Regions from separate parts of the Triticum aestivum genome. Here region 1 is linked to region 2. The links are chromatin contacts, called in public Hi-C maps. All regions are on one chromosome and are shown on one strand. Each heading gives the region's core, a stretch centred on a gene start, on an enhancer-like site or on the middle of the called end of the contact. The rest is flanking DNA. Distances are from core to core; before and after follow the strand shown. Region 1 holds the start of LOC123060793. Region 2 has its middle 180 kb from the start of LOC123060793.

Region 1 (4,176 bases), core at 1,320-3,819, 180 kb before region 2:
GTGCAAAAATGGAAGCAAATGTTACTGTTCACTTGTTCCGGAACCGCTGCAGATGGATGAGCCGGATAGAAATGTTAACAACTACCCAGACAAAGGTGGTTGGGAACTTGGGATCAGCCATTGCCACCCATAGGAGAGGACGCAAGGGCTGATGAAAGTAGATTATGCAAATGTCATATATGTAGAATGTATTGCAAAGCCTTTTGAATTCAGAGCAGCTTGTTGATGCATAAGTTATAATTATCTAATCCTCTTGCTGACATCGCGTTCGATGAAACACGTTAACAAAAATGACAGGTACACAAATGCAAATGTACAGCATGGCCAAAATAAATGCATGCATCCACATGAACAAGATAAATATGACAAACACACAATGGAAGCAGATGTTGCTGTTCACTATCAGGACCTGCTGCAGATGCATGTGAGCCAGATGGAAATGTTAACAACTGCCCAGACAGAGGGGGTTGGGATCAGCCATTGCCACCAAGAGGAGAGGATGTGGGGGCTGATGATAGTGAGAAGTAGATTATGCAAATGTTGTATATATGTAGAACATTGAGAAGCCTGTTGTACTCAGTGCAGCTTGCTGATGCATAAGTTATGATTATCTAATCCTTTTGATGAAATCCCGTTCAATGAAACGCGTCAAAAAAAATGTCAGGTACACAAATACAAATCTAGAGCATGGCTAAAATAAATGCATGTATCCACATAAACAAGACAAATATGAAAAACACACAATAATTAATCAACAAAAGACACTCGTATTTTTTGAATATGTATTCCTCAAGGCTGCAAAGCAGCAACAACACCCAGGGAGCTGGGAGAAGAGACACTCATATAGACACGCATTTGTGTAGCAGTGATGATATCATGTGCTCTGATGCATCCATACTGAAGACAGTACTATGTTGGATATGAAGTAGAAAAGGAATGAAACACCAAATATAACAAGTAGTTAGCAGAAATCACTGCTAACCAAGACTAATAAATGCACTTGACTAACCATTAATTGGAATCGTCTTGCATCAAAACAGTCATACATATGCATGTTACGATGCATGCATGCTTAAACACAGACGAATATGTAAACGTAAGCTCAAAGAATTGTGCAAAAGTGTAAGCTGACCAGTGCCATATAGCATGATAGGACAGTTAACGAGGTAACAGAGATGATTACCATATGGAGAAATGCTTGCATGGCTGCTCTGCTGACGTATGATCAGTTTCAGCGACCACTGCACCCTCACGCTTGGGTAGTTCCGCTGGTGCAGCACTGGTTCCCCCATCGCTCTCCTCTACTGCAGCCACTTCCATTGGTACTTGCACAACACAGAACACCTTCTTGTGATGGTCCAGCAACGAAACGGAACAACTCAAACACCGAAGCAGCACGCAGAAGAGAAACAAAACGCAGCTTGGATCATCATGCAGAATCCTGAACACACGTCTCACGAAAGATGGCTATGTAGGTTGAAAGCCTGAATAAAGAAGCAAGCATATATTAGACGAGGAACAAAACACAAAGATGGCTTAGCTTGGTCCATCCATCCATGCATGCAAGCAAGCAAACTCATTCAGCTCATGGAATATAGAGAATGACACGACACAAAGGTAAACAATCACACAGCAAACCAAGCTAATAAGATAGTAATGAATGCAACCCAGCCACATCTCCAACTAATCCTCAGGAGATAACATGCATACCGAGGGAAAGGAAACACGCACACACAGCTACTTGTGCGGAGACGTGTAGACACGCAGCTAATAAGGAACTAAGCAATAAAGCTGTGCGCTCCAGGCCGACCTTGGTACTGACGGCAGACCTCAGTGTAAGCTTCGACCTTTTTTTTGGCGACATGAAATATAGACGCGCGGCGACAGCATCCGAGAGCCACGGAGTTGGAGGTGGAGCTCGAGTCCCGAGAGGCCCATGCACAGCTGGAAACACTGCCAAGACCCCACGCAGACAAAAAAGCAAGCAAGGCAAACAGTACAGCCCACCCCCATGAGCCCCTCTCCCCACCGCTCTTGGCCTGGCGGTTAGCCTCCTCGCCGAGATCCATGAAATGATAGCCGCGAAACCTAGGCAAAAAAAAGGAGGCGTCGCTGCTTGGACGAACGAGCAGATCCCCTTCCGAAAACCTGCCGGGCCACGCAAGCTACGCAAGGGACAAACATCAAGTCCTACTCCATGAAATCATTAATCCAAAATGGGGAGGAGATGTGGCAGCCGATTAGTACAAAAGGAGATTAAATCCATGGGTTTTTTTTTCACCCGCCAGACGTAAATCTACCGCGGGGGCTTGGAGAGGAGGCAAGAAACGGAAAGATTTGGCCCGAGGAGAAAAAGGGACGCCGAGAGATTAGGGTGAAAACGACGGAGCCCCTGCCCCCTCGCCAGATCCACCAAAAAAAGGCAGGAGGGGCTCGCGGAGACGGGATCGAGTAGATCAAACCAAACCTGTGAGGTGGACAAGGCTCGCCCCCAGACGCTTCGGCACGCACGATCCACGGCGAGGGACGTCGCGGCCGCCGGGGGGGGGGGGGGGGGGGATCGCAGCGAGGCCGGCGCGCGGGCTGGGCCTCCGTGGCGGCGCGGCGGCGGCTCCGGCGGGAATTTGGGGGGAGTGTGGGTGGGGAAAGGCGCGTCCTCTAGGGTTTTTTGGGGAGATGGGTGCCGAGGGAGAGAGAGAGCGGGTGGGGAGGTAGAGAAAGAGGATGGGTGGGAGGGATGGAGGGAGGGAGGTGGTGATGGAGAGAAAAAGGCAGCTGGGAGAGAGAGGGCGTAATCAGCTGCGGCCGGCGTGTGTGTGGACGCGAATGTTTCCTTCCCGGGGAGACGTGCCCATGTGCCCTTTGACACCACGTCAGCCCCTGCCCATACCCATGCCAGGTTTTGCTGTGGTACGAAACACACTGCTCTGCCAAAGTGTGTGTGTGTGTGTAAGTGTGTGTGTGTTTTACTTTTTTTCTTCAATGTGTACTTGATTTGGTGCCATGGCTTTGAGTTTTTTCATTGTCGTTCTATTTATATTATTTATTTATGTGAATTACATTTTCTGTATTTTATGTGTAGACATTTGTGAGTATAGGTTTTTTCTATAATTAATCTTGGATATAATAAGTGATGTTGTTTGCGGTGGCACTGCAGGGTCGACTTGTGATCAGTGGATCTGTGTGCCACGTGGCCACGGTCTTCTCGTGGCCTCCCACTACGGACACATCCCACGTCGATCGGGAGGCGTGATGATAGTGGTCAGTCGCGGAGCCAGGAACGAAGCAAACCCCGGCCCAATTTTTTCCAGGACTGTGAATTTTTTGACACTTATAACTACCCAAAAATATCTCGTACCATTCAATGCAGACTACGCGGTTCGTACACAGAACAAGTGGAAAGAATCAAAGAAAATTACCAAGTTTAGGCAAGGGAAGAAAGGGGATGGCGCGTGGCGGCGAACGACGTACACAGGGTTGGAGCTTGGCCGCCGGGGTGGGAACAGTGGAGCTGATGGAGAACTCGTTGTCAAGCACGGGATGCTTGGGGAAGTTGGGGGTCCGGAAGGTAGCGGTTGGAGGGCCGACGCCACGGCGGCGGCAACCTAGATGGCGGTCGAACAGGGAGGCGGTGGCACGAGGTTGGAGTCGCGTGTGTCTTGTGGGTGCAACAGTGTGAGTTAGGTCATGTGTAGTCCCTTGGTCGTGCTCGTGCTGGTGAACCAACCAAACAAGGCTGTGGGCCTCCTTTGGCTGGGCTGAACCCCGGGCCCATAAAAATCTCTCTGTATATGTATACTAGCTAGCAAAAATTCCCATGCCCATGGGCCTGGGCTCTGGGTGTCCGGGGCTCAACTCCGCCCCTGATACAATCCAAGCCCCCAAGTGCCTACTGTGTCGTACACTCACATTTAATGTGGCAGGCGATGGGATATGACATGGTTGGGCCTGCATTGCTTCGCGCTCTCACTTGACTGGAAATGACCTGAATTGATGGGTCCATCGCTCTCTCAGAAATCGAGTCGGACAAGGCCTGGCCTATGTCAGGAATGACACCAGGGATGACCGGATGACTTCATCAAGATTCGTGGCGCTCTTGCGAGACGGTCTCAACCAAGTTTGACCGAATTGAGCCCAAGTGGCACGGTAATCAAGGTCGTCAGGAGTCGACACTAA
Region 2 (3,951 bases), core at 1,217-3,716:
GGCCCTTGAAGCACACCGGGGAGCATCCCACAAGATCTGGCGTAATCCCACATGATTAGGCTAGATCATGCCAACCCGGATACGTGCAAACCCTAGCCTTGTCCCTCTATATAATACAAGACACAGACATCCGAGTGGATCTCTTCAACCTTCCATATTCTATGCAATCCTTACGATATACACCATTCTACACAAACCCTTAGCTCTCATACAAGGCTATGATCCCATTACACATCAAAGCAGAAGTAGGGTATTATCTCGATCACGAGGGCCGAAACCTGGGTAAACTTGCCTTCTGTAAATTGCCTCTAGCCAATTAGTTGTGTGTAATAAACTTGTCCACGGGTTAAAGCTTGAGATTCAATATCGATATCTATGCTCCTAGAATTAATGAATTTCTCTTAGAAATGTACTGTTGCTTAGTATTCTGTCATAAGTTCTCACCAAATAATATTCTCACATGTAGGGCCTGTTTGGGACTGCTCTGCTCCTTAAAATTGAACTCTGCTTCAGAAAACACAAGCCAAACAGGGGTAGCTCCACGATATGTCGCTCCGCAAAAAACTAGAATCTGGGGTACAACTCCTAGTTTTTTATGAAGCTCCTCAGGGGGTGCTCCAAAAAACTCTAGAAGCTGGAGTTTGGTGAAAATTACCCACCACTGTCACCAGTAAATGGATACCCCTTCGTTTCTTCGCCCTCAACCAATCAAATAGATCCTTTCCACTAAATTTTCCATTCTTGAAGCTGGAGCTAGATGGAAGCCAAACATTTTCTTTGGTAGTGCTACAACTTCTGCTTGAAACTGCTCCAAAGTAAATTTAGTGAAGCGAAATTGATTTTGATGAAGCGGAGCAGTCCCAAACAAGCCCGTAATCTGAGTGTATGCGACATATCTAGCATTGGTACTTCCATTTATCCTTGTGCATAAAAATAAGACTATTGTGTAGGTTAGGGATTCAATTGATGAAAAGCGTAATAGAATTACCCCTGTTGTTTCCATTGTGTGTTTATTGGCATGTAAATCCACTTCTTTCATTTATCTTCAAATAGATGGTTAGAAGAAATATGGCCAAACATTAGCTTAAATATTTGATACAATATTCTAATATATATATATATATAAATAATAATGTGCGAAGGTTCAAAATCGAACACTTGTGCTTTTTGGGGAGTTTTACACTGGATTCAGGTTTTTGTGTGAAAAAGGTTTATGCACACACGTTTTTCTAGAGTGAGTTGTAAGAACTAAGAGCCGTGCTATACACACGACAAATTCAGACGACTCATACACGATAAACTAAATTCAGCTGGACATGCGTGCATGCATCGGAACATTTATCGCTGGATTTCCATGTCGTGCATACATCGGCCACAAGGATCGTGCATGAATCAGTTTCGAAGAACTAATGTTGGTATTGCTGACAAGGATGGTCTCTGACTGATGGGCTGCAGATGCAAAGGACGTATGCACTGATGTTGCTGGCCCGTCGTGTAAGTGTTTGTAGGCTTGTAAATTCACGCCTTTCATTTATTTTCAAAGATTCGACCTAGAACAAAATTTAAGTAGTCGTGTTAGATCGAAACAGCTCGTCTCGCGTCAAAGTTATTCCACACAATAAAATGTGTGTCTACCACATTGGGCGAGGTCTCTACACAATGATATATCAGGAACAAATTTCCATTAGAAAAACAGTTTTGTAGTAAACATCAATGATAAGAGACATGTTGTGATATATACTGGTACTACCATTAAACTATCGGCTCCACCGTAATGTGGAACTATATACCAAAAGTAACCATATAAAATCGGTTTGTTAATCAACGTAAAACTAGCTTAGGAGGATATATCCCCTGTACTGTTCAGCTATATGCTGTCTTCCACCTTGCAAAATGGAAATACTAGATAACACACTAAATGGATTTATTACATGCTGGGTAGAGAAAACCCGTCTCTTTCTGCTATCCGTGTATCTCTCTCGTGTTCAAGATTCACTCCACATGCATGTAGCCAGTATGTTCATTGTTAATTTCAAAACCGAAGCTAATCTCTCGACTAATCAGATTGCTTATAATTATTGAAGAAAGATTGCAGCAAGAGAGCAAGCAAGCAGTACACACACAACACAAGCAACCTAACTCATCTCATGTCAAGTACTAGTACTACCAAGGAGCAACAACAACCAAGCAGCAACAAAACACCAAGCACTGAGCGGGGCACATACAGAATGGCGCAGAGGATCCGCAAGAAGAAATGGGTGGGGAGAGGCGAATCAGATGCCACACCACCCAATCCACACAAACACATCTACGCACACACACATCCCACTATCTTCTTTACTCCACCCACACGCTGGCCAGCAAAAGTGGAGGAGGCCCTAACCCTAACCCTAACCCAACCACAGGAGGCTTAACCTGACCTAACGCAAACCAAACCACAGGGGGGCCCACAAAAGATATTGAAAGCTCCGTGGCCTGCGTGGGCCCGGCGTGGGTGGGGGTGCATTCAAGGAGGGGACGGACGGACTGTTGTGAAGCAAAAGTACAAAATAATGGTGGTGGTTTGCTGGGACTGCAAGGTGCACACCGTCCGTCTACTTCAGAAAATAAATCACAGTGTGTATCGTTGGAAAAGTTCATTTTGGCTCATCGCTTGTGTTTTCTTTTTTATTGTGGGTGTAGCGAGCAATACTATTTCACGTAGGAGTAGTATATACTTCTTCCGTCTTAAAATAAGTGACTTAATTTATATTAAATTTAGTACAAACTTGAGTAATTTATTTTGAGACGAAGGGAGTAGTAAATAAGAAAATAATATATGCACACCGAGTCAGCTCGTAAAGACCAACCATTTTTGTCCAAATTTAATATTATCTAGCTAGTTATGAGGATGAGCTAGGTATTAGGGTTTGGTGAGGAAGAAACTTACCTCAATAATAGATAGAAGTAAGTATCTCCCCGTAAAAAAATAGAGTAAGTATCTCCCCCCCCCCCCCCCCCTCTCTCTCTCACAGTAGAATGCACAAAGCTTCTGCTGCACAATCCTAAAAAAGTAAAATAAAAAAATCGTACTAAAAATAGGCTTTTTTATCTCAAAATTGGTGAAAGCTTATCAAGCTACATGCATGTATGTACATATGGATATTAGCAGAATCTTCTAAATCACTACATTTGCTGAAAATGACAATGTTGCTCTCTATAATCCGCACATTCAAGAGTGTGGTTCCCTTCCAAGACTGATTTCCTTTTTATCATCGTAACTTCTGAAAGAATCAATGCATTCATGTACACAAATATATACATCAAGCCCTGCCCCACATTATCTTTTATTTTCCTGGAGCAACAAGTATTCTCTTTCAGCTTGATGCTTGCCACGCTTTGCCCTCACCTACCACACCTCGCCACCTGTTTCCTCTAATATGGTGCGCGCTCCATCCATTAACAAAGCTACGCCCCCCCCCCCCCCCCCCCCCCCCTATTATCACACCAGCACTTGGAGGAGAAGGATTCTGCTGCAACAGGGAGATGTCATTTCTTGCTCCCTCCAGCACATGGTTCTTGACGTTCATCATATCATTGTTAGCCCAGTTTAGCTACTGATTAAAAAAATGTAATTAACCATGCCATTTTCTCCTTAGCCGCAGTGGCGCCCTTAAAGTCTACACGGGCTAGCTTCTTCATTCCAGAATCAAAAGCGGGCTTTGGGTCTTCGAAGTGCAAACTAAAGTCACATGTATCAATAGAATGAGAGCCACTCTTTGATTGGTCCACAAGATAGGACAATCATAGGAATAGAAAAAAATCATAGGAAACGAGATGGCATGTATCTTAATTTCTATAAAAAAGACATGTCATTTGATGCATAAGATAAAAAAATTTCATTGAGTTTAGGCTAATGTTTTTTTTTGAAATGTGAAGGATTGGTTCCTATCCTACATAGGCATAGGAATC

The links. A called contact is a pair of places that touch in the nucleus more often than the background predicts.
Region 1: a contact with region 2 is called in a Hi-C map of leaf, with 4 times the contacts expected there. The contact joins the promoter of LOC123060793 here to the enhancer-like site in region 2. A contact is called at or near these places in 3 of 5 Hi-C or Micro-C datasets (leaf and an unstated tissue).

Annotation. Positions count from the first base shown.
Region 1 is chr3A:157,839,100-157,843,275 of IWGSC CS RefSeq v2.1, reverse strand. It overlaps LOC123060793, which reads right to left and starts at 2,569. Exons shown (of 6, transcript XM_044483634.1): 1 at 2,468-2,569; 2 at 1,184-1,484. The coding sequence starts at 1,320.
Region 2 is chr3A:157,660,061-157,664,011 of IWGSC CS RefSeq v2.1, reverse strand. No RefSeq gene overlaps it. Among protein-coding and RNA genes, the nearest start is that of LOC123060793, 180 kb to the left of the region's middle. Within about 2 kb of position 2,466, at least 7 of the 8 cell types and tissues checked have an H3K27ac peak or open chromatin away from gene starts, as enhancers often do. A contact at or near this core is called in leaf, where this site is marked.